3 separate regions of the Mus musculus genome follow, and regions 1 and 2 are each linked to region 3. Evidence: chromatin contacts called from public Hi-C data. All regions are on one chromosome and are shown on one strand. Each heading gives the region's core, a stretch centred on a gene start, on an enhancer-like site or on the middle of the called end of the contact. The rest is flanking DNA. Distances are from core to core; before and after follow the strand shown.

Region 1 (3,495 bases), core at 478-2,977, 68 kb before region 3:
GGGTTAGAAATAGAGGTGACATGACCTAGCAGAGGCAGTCAAGCCTCAGCCTTGGCTCAAATCAGCAGGAGAGACCAATAGGAGCACCAGGAGAAGTTCGAGGCAGTGCCTCTCTCAGGGAAGCAAAGATCAGCGAAGACTCAAGACCCACAAGCGTTGCACAGCTAGCTGTACCAGCAAGCCAAGCTCTGTCTCCATCACTCAGTGAAGTCCTATTTCTACCTTCCAAACATCATGTGTCCTCCATGTGCCTTGCCTTAGCATGGATCTTGCCTTAGCCTGTACATCCAATCAGCCCAAGTCCTTGGAGGTGGCAAGAAACTGCAGCACACCACCAGAAGTTTTTTGGTGCACTTCTCTCTAGGGTATCCTGACACATGCAGCTCAACTACGTAATGTAAGGAGGACCAATACATGAGTGTTAGTACCAAAGAATCCTTCATCACATGCCCTTTCACGTGCTTGCTTTAGCAGACCATCAGCTCCTGTGTTTGCTTCAGAGAAACATTCCTCACGAGTCTGCCTTAGCCTTTCACACCTGTGCCACTTTAACAAAACGTTCCTTCATGTGTTTGCCCCAGCAAAACACCATCCGACCGACTTTACAAAGAACCCTTAAGTTTCCATTTCAACCATGGTCTTTTCTCACTGGCTCTCTGATTTGGCCACATGAGATTTGTGTTTTCCCTGTTCAGTTCTGCCTGCCCCTGGAAGAAAACATCCTACTTTAGGAAGCATTTCAAAACCAGAGACGCATTGTCTGGTTGGTCCGGAGTGAACTGCATCCAGGTTGGCTGGTAATCAGAAACAAGTGGATAGATCATGGCCAGGTCAGCTGGGCCACGCAGAGCATGGCCTACGTAGCAGGAGTGACAGCCCAGAGGTAGCCCATCCGACTCTAGAAAGCAGGGCATTCTAATATCACACCTGCCCCGGGGGCATTCTGTTCAACCTTCCGATGATGCATCAACTTGCCAACTCTTGTGTGGAGTACAAATAATAAAAAGATGCCAGTCATAAACCTGGGAGAGAAACCAGAGACCAGGCAGGGAGTAAGCAGACAGCTCCAAGGGGCGCTTTTAAGTTCCTCCCTAACGAACCACAGATGGGGGGTGGTTAGCTGCCAATTTGGCAAACTGTTACATAGTCAAATGTATGACTTAGAGTGAACTTGACAATGGCCTAGCAGCTCTAGGACAATAGGACAGCACATTCAAAGATGTGACGCGCATATTTAAGGTAAAGTCCTCAGGCTGGCATTTATGCAGTAACTGTCAGCAATGCTTCTCTCGGAATTCCACGGTGTCTAGCCATCACTAAATGGTTCACCCTAGAGCACAGTCTTTAAAAATGATTTTAAAGATGACCTCAGGTTCTCGGGATGACAATGAGAGCATTCTCTTGGCTCAGTGTCCTAAAGCATTTGCTGGAGAAATGACTCTGATAGCCTTGGCATTGAAAAGAGCCTTGACTGTCACCTTTGCTCCATGAGAACATAATTAAGGTGAAGGAAACTGAGGCACCGAGGAGCCAAGCGGCAGGTCCAAGATCAGTGACAAGTAGAGTCCAGAACACTTGGCTGCCAAGCCTTCTGCCCAACAGAGTTGTCAAGTTATGCACGTGCCTATACGCTTATAGCAAAATGGCCCCTTGCAGAGCAGCCCAGGCTCAAAGGCCCAAGGCTACAGATTATGAAAAGTCAGTTCTGTGTCTCTAGCTCCTCAGGAAATTCCATTACTAAGGAATGTCTCCCCTCCTAAAGACTTCCTTCCCTGTGGCCTCCTATTTTGTCCTGTTCAGAGACATCTGCAGCCGGGAGCTCTGATGGCAGGTATAGACTGCTTGTGCAAAGCTGCCCTTCGTGCCCCGCAGATAGTACAGTCCTGCTGAGGATGCCCGTGCATCACCATGCTCTGCCTGCTCCTGCCCTGGGCTCCGAGCTGCACAAACAGTACTCTGGCCTGTGGATCAGGGTGAGGCTGGGATAGGATAGGAGGGCACAGAGCACTTGCCAGTCACTGAGTGCTGCCTCTGACAGTATTGATCTTGAAGCAGGACTTTCTAACATGCCCTAGTTTCCCCGACCACCACGCCTCAGCTACCTGCCTGGTACCTTTTCCATGGACACTCTCAACCAGACACTGAGCCCTGGAACTGCAGGAAATTCGAGATGTTTGGAGCAACTATCTGGGTGAGCCGTGCCTGCTTATCCTCCCATAATCTTTGGTCCCTCTATATCCCACCAGATGTACACACACACACACAAACACACCAGTAGGACTTCATATGTTATTCCTTGGTCAAAGCCCTCCAAATATCCACATATATATGTCTGAACTTTCCAAAAGGTGTCCGTTAGTGTAGTTTTGGTCTATTTAATTGTGTTCTATCACCTACCACCCTTCTAACCTTTATTCCCCCCAAACCCTTCTGAACCTTCAACAAACACTAGGTAGGAGAGAAGGAAGGTTAGAGGGGAAAGGGGACATAGACCTTTATAGGGTTCTTTCTGCTGATTAGGGGCATAGAGTTACTTGAGGCAAATTCAATCTTTGTTGTCAGAATATCCAACAGACCAACAGATCAGCAAACCAACAATCCAGCAATAGCAAATGCAACAGCAAACGCAGCAGCAGCAGCAGCAGCAGCAGCAGCAGCAGCAGCAGCAGCAGCAGAACAAACCAGCAACAAGGGATAGAGAAGCAGCAGCCGCCTTCCTCTTCTTCTTCAGAGCACCTCCAGCCCCTCCCAGGGCTCGGCCATTTATTCCCTCTCCAGAGTCCCCAGAGTAAAACTATCTGCAGCTGGCAAAGATCGTGCCATTTCTAGAGCACGAGACAGTTAAGAGTAACAGCCGTGGACAAACCGAGGCAGCCCCTTATCCTACACCTGGGATTAAAACCGAAACCATATGCACATAACGTAACTGGGTTTTTTAAGAAACCAAAATTCTCATTACAGATGTCTTAAAAAATTGAAAAAAAAAAAAAAAAAAAAAAAACCAAAAAACCCTAAACCTGAGCAGCAGAGGCATCGAAGTTGAAGTCTTCACTGCTATTTAAACTGTGGCATGGGTATGACAGGCATATGTAAATCACTGCCCTGTGCTTTAGGGCTCGGGCCACGTAATCTCAAAGCAGTATCTGTTTATTTTGGAGCCTCCCAGAAGCAGGAGCTGAGGAGGAATAGGCATGAAGACTATAATGAAAGATAACTTCAAAATGCTCCTGGGAAGGAGGTGGGAAGAGGGAAAGAAAACAAAACAAAACAAAAACAATAAAAGCCATCATTGTGGTTGGAATGCGTCCCCAAATGCATGTGTTGGAAACTTAACCCCAGTGTGACAGAGTTGTGAAATCAGGACTTCTAGCGGGGTGTATAAGTCATGAAGGCTCAGCCATCACACATGGGTTAACACCAGTATGAAGGCAAGAAGAAGCTGGTCCCTTGCTTTCTTTATGTTCCTGTGACACCAGAGGATAGAAAGAACAAGAA
Region 2 (3,550 bases), core at 832-3,331, 130 kb before region 3:
AGAGAGAGACACAGAGAGAAAGAGTCAGAGACACAAAGACAAACAGACAGAGAGAGAAAGGCAGGGACAGACAAACAGGGAACAAGAGAAGGAAAGGAAGATGACCGTGCAAGTGAGGGACTTAGGTGGGACTCTTTGCAGGCAGTTAGGGGAGACCTCTCGGTATGCATCCTGCACACATTGCCTCATTTCTTCTAATGTCTAAGATTAATAAACGTAGCAGGACGTGGTGGCACTTTGAGGCAGGAAACACGACTCATATTTGCAAAGCCTCAGGCACATTACACAGATCAATTTCCAGGATCTCTAAAACCAGCTTCCAAGAAAGGTATTGCTATTATTCTCATTTTTCCAACCCAGGAAAGATGTCAGAAGGGAGTATCTGGCTCAAGGTCACAAAACAAACCAAAGGCAAATGTCAACCCAGCAACTTTGATTTCAAAACTCTAGTTCTTTCCACTCTGTTAGCAACTAAGTGAATTGTGTTACTCTCCAGAATCAAAAGCTGGTGATGTCAACCATGCTTCCCCACAATGAAGTGAGGCAACGTGGGCATATGGTGTGGTGGAGAGATGTGGAACTTTGAGCCACACAGACCTGAACCTAAGTTACAACTCCATAGCACTGAGCAACAGATACAACCTTTTCAGACTCAGTTTTCTCATCAATAAAATGGGGATAGTACTGATCCACTAATGCTGCTTCAAAGAACCAAATTCAGTAGTCCACTAAAAATATAAAGTTCCACTCAAACACAGGCACATCAATGCTCACTGAAGCTCTGTTCGTAACAGCTAAGTTAGAGAACCAATCTAGGGGGTCCAACCACAGAGAAAGAGGAGAAATACTTTTCAGCCATAGAGAACAAAGCTATGGCTTTTTTGAGATAATACATATAGTCAGAGATAATCCTATTAATCAAATTAAGTTAGTCTCAGAAAGAGAGATACTCTATGCTTTTCTCTCACTTATGGGTCCTAGGTTTCATATAAATACATAGAACAGAAAATAGAAGCAAATTGTCTAGGAACACAGAAGGAATAATGCCAAAGGAGGGTTGAGCAGAGGAGAGGAGAGGGTATGTGAGGAGCATCTTTAACATGTAGAATAAACCTATGTAAGTATGGCCTTACATGACATGGGACCAAACATACAATGCATACATACCTATGTTTAGTATGTCCTTTATGGCATAGGACAATACAATGCACACCTATGAATGTACCCTTACATAACATAGGACCAAACATACAATACCTATTTATGTGAATACACCCTTATATGACACGGGACCAAACATACAGAGCATACCTATGTGAGCAAATCCTTATATGACATGAAACGATGTACAATGAATTTATACTATTGGGGGATATCTTTTAATGCAAAATGGCGTTGCTACCCTGTCCAACCTTGTCTGTAGACAGAGTCAATTGAACACTGTCTTTTGGGACTTCCGTGCAACTGAGGTGGGCGGGCTTGAAGCACAAAGCTTTCAGGGAGAACCAAACTCTATGCCCAAGCTGCTCTCTGCCACCCACAGGGTAAACGAATCTCATACAGGAAAGGCAGGAGACATGTGACACTGTTGTCTGGTGGTCACAAGTCAAGCTTTTTAAAAAGCAGCCTGATATTGTGAGCTAACATGGCTTTCTGTAATTGAATGCAATTGTATTTTCTATGCTTGTCTGGGTAAAGTTGACCTTTGGTTTGATTTAGCTCAAGCAATATTTCAACAGTGCACTGGGGCACTGCTTTGGCTAGAGCCAGGCCTCTGCCCTGGATGGCAACCAACAGCCCAGGCTCTGGGGCACAGCCGGGCTTTGACAGGTCTGGGGAAATGTTCAGGGAGATGAAAGGTTTCAAACTATAAAACTCTAAAATCTCAAGTCAAAACTTTTGACAAGCACACACAGGACATGAATTACAATCACCCGAAGATTTTTACAGGCTTCTCAATTTTAATGACATGCTGACACGCGTCATCAGATCTCACAACAAGATGACACATGGGTGTCAGGTATGAGGACAGAAGACTAGAGTTCGGGGCTGTAAACCCAACTTGAGCAACTGCTCTGATGAAACAAAGGGCAGAATTTCAGGCAAAAGGGAGAAGTAGCTGTGAGTCACGAGATGGTCTTTAGAGCTAGGCCTCCGGGAAAAGTCCCCTAGTGTCTGCTACGCAGGAAGCTTGGACGCGTAGCCTAAAAGGGAAGGAAAGCTGACAGAAGCTCTCTCATCCTCCTCACCCCAGCCTGTCTGTGTGTGGGGACCTCGTAGGTGTCAAGGGCAGCTCTCCCTAGGATGTAACAGCGACAAAGTATGAAAGACTGAAATTCTACTCTTGCCAGCCGTTGCCAATGGTGGTTTCTCAGGCAAGGTACTTAGCCTCTCTGAATTTCATGTGCACAAAGAGAAATGGCCTTCCTCCCGTAACTGCAAACACAGTGAAGGAAGGAAGAGATCTCACACTTCCTGTGTATCAGGTTGGTATGGGAAGGCCTTGTTCCTATTGGCTCATTTCCTTGAGGAGTCCCATCCCTGGGGAGGTGCTAGCATTGTCACCTCTTGAGGAAAGTGAGGCACAGGAATGTTACATGGTTAGGCATGGGTATAACTGACCAACTACAGAAGCCAGGCTTGAACCCAGCCATCCTGACTCTCACGTTCAGGGGATATTTAAAAGTTATTCACTGTTCATCAACACCTGTTCTCCAACCCCTGCCTCAGCCAAGTTCCTTGCCTTATCACCACAACCACCCTGGCTCCTGGAGTTTATGTCTTATCAGGACTTGTCAGTATCAACAGACAGGCAAAATGGCACGGCCATTTTCCCTAACTGAAAACCCTTGGCTTGCAGATGGAAAGGCACAGATAACCTGGGTCCAAGCCACAATGGAAAGGCCAAGCCAGCCACGCCATTGCCTCAACACAACACCTAGCTAAAGAGACAGAGACAAGCAGACATAACTCAGCATACACAACACTGCCCTGGATCTCCTCCCCTCTCAACCTCAACAACCTAGACACATAATCCAGTCCAGAGCCCAAGATTCACCCTGGTTCTTTCTCGGAAAAGTTTTCAGAGCTAGAGGGCATCTGCACCCTGGAGAGAAAACATCTGAAAAGCCCCTGAACCAGAGATGGGGCAGGGGTAGGGGTTATCAACTGTCCATAGTCTGTACTAATGGAAGCAGAAGAGAACATAGGCTGCAACAGAAAACCATGTGGGGTGGACAGTGCCCGACTTGAAAGAGCACAGCTCTCATGGAGGGTGTCACTTCCATGGGCTGTGGAGCACAGGCACACACAGGTACAGCCCATCCCTCAACCGCCCCAGCAACCTTTCCTGACCCAAACACAAAGGACCAGAAAAATAGTCGTCTGCAGTCCCTAAAGTACCTTCTGGGCTTCAGGACTTAAAGTGTATCAATGTGGCTGTCACTTGGGACAGAGCCAGACACCCAGAGAGCTAAGAACTAAGAACTAGGAGCTAGGATCTTGGCTGAGTCCCATGCACACAAGAGATCAGCTATCTGGCATCCAGCCA
Region 3 (3,453 bases), core at 83-2,582:
TGCTCTCCCAAGCAGATACAAAATTAGCCCTCACCCCACCCCTTCAAATACCCACAGAGATTTCAGCTTTGATAGACAAATGATGTGATTTAACCTTGCCGTTACAGGGTTTCCTCACAATTCTCTTGCTCAGAAAAGTAAATATGACCTTCCATCTGCTAAAGGCCATTTTATTTCAGCAAGATAAAATTGCCTTAATAAATGTATTCCACTGTGCCTCAGATCATCCCTTGGTAGCAAAAAGAAGAGATAGACAGCCATTTTTAATTTTATTAGGCAAACCTAACCAAAAAGTTGCCAAATAGTAATGTAGGCTTGCATATAGGCTTGCAAGAATAGCATTTCAGAACTTAGAAGCTGAATGCCTGGTGCTATACATTGCCTCCTAACCCAGGCTGCCTTTTGTCTTTTCTTAAGCAACTGCCAGGCCATGAGAATAATCTCACAAGAAACCTTTGATTAGAAGAGAGGGGAAATCTTAAGAACGTGCACAGGCAGACCTAGGACTCCAAGCTCACATGTAGCAGATGTGCAGCTTGACCTTCACGTGGGTCCTGAACAACTGGTGGTGGCATGGCTATCCCCCAAACCCGTTGCTTGTCTATGGGATATGTTCTTCTAGCTGGGCTGCCTTGTCTGGTCTCAGTGGAAGAGGAAGCACCTAGCCTGGCAGAGACCTGAAGTGCCTAGGGGTTGGGGGAGGGCACCCAAAGGGGGTGCCCAGCCACTCAGAGGAGAAAGGGAGGGGGAAGGGGAAGAAAAGATGAAATGGAAAAAATAAAAGAATCTTAAGTTTTTTTCCAAAGCATTTAAACCATCCCTGATTAGGAAGCCAAGGCCCGTGATAGGTTAAGTGCCAAAGTCATACAGATATGGAGAGGCGGAGCTGGGAGTGAGCCCAGATCTTTTGGTTCACTTTGCAAAAATTGTGGCCACTGCTATTTTTAGAAGATAGCAATAATGTCTAACATTCAGTGGAATGTAGTAAACTGTCAAACACCATTAAACCATGGGAGCCCAACTTGAATCCAGATCTGTGAGAGTAAGACTGATTAAGACCAGGTTTTGTGTTGTGTGGAGATACGCGTGTTCACAAGTACTGCCCAGAATGTCCCAGAGTTTCATTACCGGGAGGAACGTTATTGCATGTCTTTTTTAGTTCCCTCCCCAACCCCAACACACAGAGATACAGCCTTTGTCTGACTGACACTGTGGAAGAAACTGTACTCAGAGAGCAGCGCATCTTATGTTAGGGCTGTTGAACCTCACTCTTGGGTCTTCTATTCGATATAGAGGCTCTCGTGGTCCGGAAGCAGTGCCCTGGAAGGACTTAAGAAGAATCCGGAAGAAAGGTCGGCAGCTCCATGAACTGCCAGTCCCACTCCTGTGGTTCATACCCACAGCTGTAACCTATCTAGTTTTATTTTTCTCAGATCTCACGAGATACCAAGCCAATTCTGAGAAGTACTCCAGTGTGTGTAAAAGATAATGCTGAATGGAGTCTTTTCGATGAGCGAGTCCGTATCTGCCAGTTCCTGGGCCACAGGTCTTGTCTGGATGGATCTAAGGGCTGACTATGAAGAGTGTCCATCACAGTTTTTAGCTAGTTCCTGGAAAGATCATGTGCTTACAGCCTCTGAAACCCTGGCTCTCTACCAACCGAAGCTCAACAGTTTTGAGAGGCAGTTAGCTTAGTTTAAAAATTAAGCGAAGTCGGCTGATAGAACTAAGAAAAACTGATGGCTCATAATCACAAGATCCAAAAAAAAAAACACGTTTTATTCCCTCCTCTTGGCTCAGACTTTCTTTAGAGCCATTAGTGTACCCGGAGCAGGACTGAGAACAATGTTCAGTGTGTGTATAAATGAGTAACTGCTCACAAGAGGCCTAATGTCACTGAGTGGGAATTAAAATTAGTCCCTTTTCTGTGCGGCTTGAGAGCCTTTGATGTGCTTTTTCTCAAGCAGACTAGTTCCAGGGTTTCACACCTACACAGTTCAGAATGTCTACATGAGGATAATGATAAATGCTGGAAACGCTGGCAATGACTTTGAGACATTGTGAACAAGATTAATTCCATGGGTTGATACACTTAAAGTGGTTAAAATAACAAACTTTGTTATATGTGTTTATTCCAACTCAAAATATGGAATATGCTAGAGGCCATTGAATTATATACTTTAAGCAGGTGAATTATATGGTGTGCTAATTATATATTAATAAAGCTTCTTTAGGAAAATGCATATGAAACCTTAGAAACTAGTCCCAAAATATCATTTTATAGCTGAGGGAATCAAGACCCGGAGATGGGATGGGACTCCACAAGGTTGTATATATTTTTTTCTTGTCAAAAAAGACTTAATTTTAATTTGATATCATGTATATACTTTGCCACAAGAAAAAAATATTTCATTTTGTATTTTGCCATAGAGACTGTGGAAACTCATTGCATCTTGATAAATCTCAGTGAATAAAATTATAAAATGTGACTGACTTATTCCCATTTCCTTGATACCCTGACAGCTAAAGATGTCTTGAAAAGGAAACAGCTGAATAATTCATTTTCTAATAATGAACTGTGGAGCAACTTGAAATCTAAGACCAAGGAGAGAAATCACAGTTCCCAAAGGAAAGGAAAAGGCTTGCAGGCTATACCAGGTAAGCTGTAACTTAGCCCTCATTTGGGCTTTTCACCAAGATCCCGCAAGGCTTTGACCTTCAGCCCGTTGTCAGATGGAATTCATTAGACCCAAAATGGTGTGGTCTGGAAAGAGGTCAAACACAGCCAGTGAGCACCTTACCTCAGTTCTCATACACTGAGGAGTGAATGGGTTAACTGAGGAACTAAAGAAACATCCTTCATAATTCTGCTTAAAGGCATTCATGTGGAAAAATAAAACGGAATAGGAAGGCGTTCGTTTGCTTTGGTTTTTGTTTTAAAATGTGTGTGTAGGTGTTCACTGGTGTGTGTGTGTGTGTGTGTGTGTGTGTGTGTGTGTGTGTGTGTAACTGTGAAGGCTGCAAGAGGGCATTGGATCCTCTGGAGTTGCAGTTAAAGGCTGTTAACTACTAGAGTTACTAGAATGGGTGCTGGAAACCAAACATGAGTCCTCTGAAGAAGCAACAAGAGTCCTTAACCACTGAGCCATCTCTCCAGCACCCAGCTTGTTTTACATTTTAATGCTGGGAACCAAACCCAGGACTGTGCACATTCTAGGCAAGAATTGTACCCTTGAGCTACGCTCCAGCACTAAAATAGGAAGTATGGCCCAAAGTCCATACTTTGACTAACCCACAAATTCTCAAAAGTACTGCTGCAGCACACCGTAAAGTCATTTGGAAAAGACCTTATATTTAAAAAGTTCTAAAGTGCCAACAGTTGAGTCGGTTCTTTACTTTAAAATAAGAGTAATTCCAGTGTTAGTTTCATGGAAACGAAGTCAACCTACAGCT

The links. Hi-C and Micro-C count contacts between places; a contact is called where the count stands out from the background.
Region 1: a contact with region 3 is called in a Hi-C map of the G1E-ER4 cell line, with 2.1 times the contacts expected there. The contact joins the enhancer-like site here to the promoter of 4930522O17Rik in region 3. A contact is called at or near these places in 2 of 39 promoter capture datasets (the 3T3-L1 cell line and liver), 1 of 15 datasets of contacts at CTCF or cohesin (the G1E-ER4 cell line), 8 of 484 Hi-C or Micro-C datasets (the G1E-ER4 cell line, the HPC-5 cell line, the MC38 cell line and 3 more), 3 of 115 datasets of contacts at active chromatin or transcription factors (bone marrow-derived macrophages, embryonic stem cells and neurosphere) and 3 of 9 other capture datasets (adipose tissue, liver and macrophages).
Region 2: a Hi-C map of the G1E-ER4 cell line shows a contact between it and region 3, with 4 times the contacts expected there. The contact joins the enhancer-like site here to the promoter of 4930522O17Rik in region 3. A contact is called at or near these places in 8 of 39 promoter capture datasets (the 3T3-L1 cell line, 3T3-L1-derived adipocytes, the C10 cell line and 4 more), 1 of 15 datasets of contacts at CTCF or cohesin (the G1E-ER4 cell line), 13 of 484 Hi-C or Micro-C datasets (the C2C12 cell line, the G1E-ER4 cell line, the HL-1 cell line and 7 more), 1 of 115 datasets of contacts at active chromatin or transcription factors (microglia) and 3 of 9 other capture datasets (adipose tissue, bone marrow-derived macrophages and liver).

Annotation. Positions count from the first base shown.
Region 1 is chr4:53,176,779-53,180,273 of GRCm38.p6, forward strand. No RefSeq gene overlaps it. Among named protein-coding and RNA genes, the nearest start is that of Abca1, 19 kb to the left of the region's middle. Within about 2 kb of position 1,728, at least 10 of the 459 cell types and tissues checked have an H3K27ac peak or open chromatin away from gene starts, as enhancers often do. A contact at or near this core is called in the G1E-ER4 cell line, where this site is marked.
Region 2 is chr4:53,118,445-53,121,994 of GRCm38.p6, forward strand. All of the region lies in intron 5 of Abca1 (ATP-binding cassette, sub-family A (ABC1), member 1), which reads right to left. Among named protein-coding and RNA genes, the nearest start is that of Abca1, 40 kb to the right of the region's middle. Within about 2 kb of position 2,082, at least 84 of the 459 cell types and tissues checked have an H3K27ac peak or open chromatin away from gene starts, as enhancers often do. A contact at or near this core is called in 3T3-L1-derived adipocytes, the G1E-ER4 cell line, adipose tissue and 5 more, where this site is marked.
Region 3 is chr4:53,244,864-53,248,316 of GRCm38.p6, forward strand. It overlaps 4930522O17Rik (RIKEN cDNA 4930522O17 gene), which reads left to right and starts at 1,333. Exons shown (of 3, transcript NR_040665.1): 1 at 1,333-1,546; 2 at 2,524-2,658.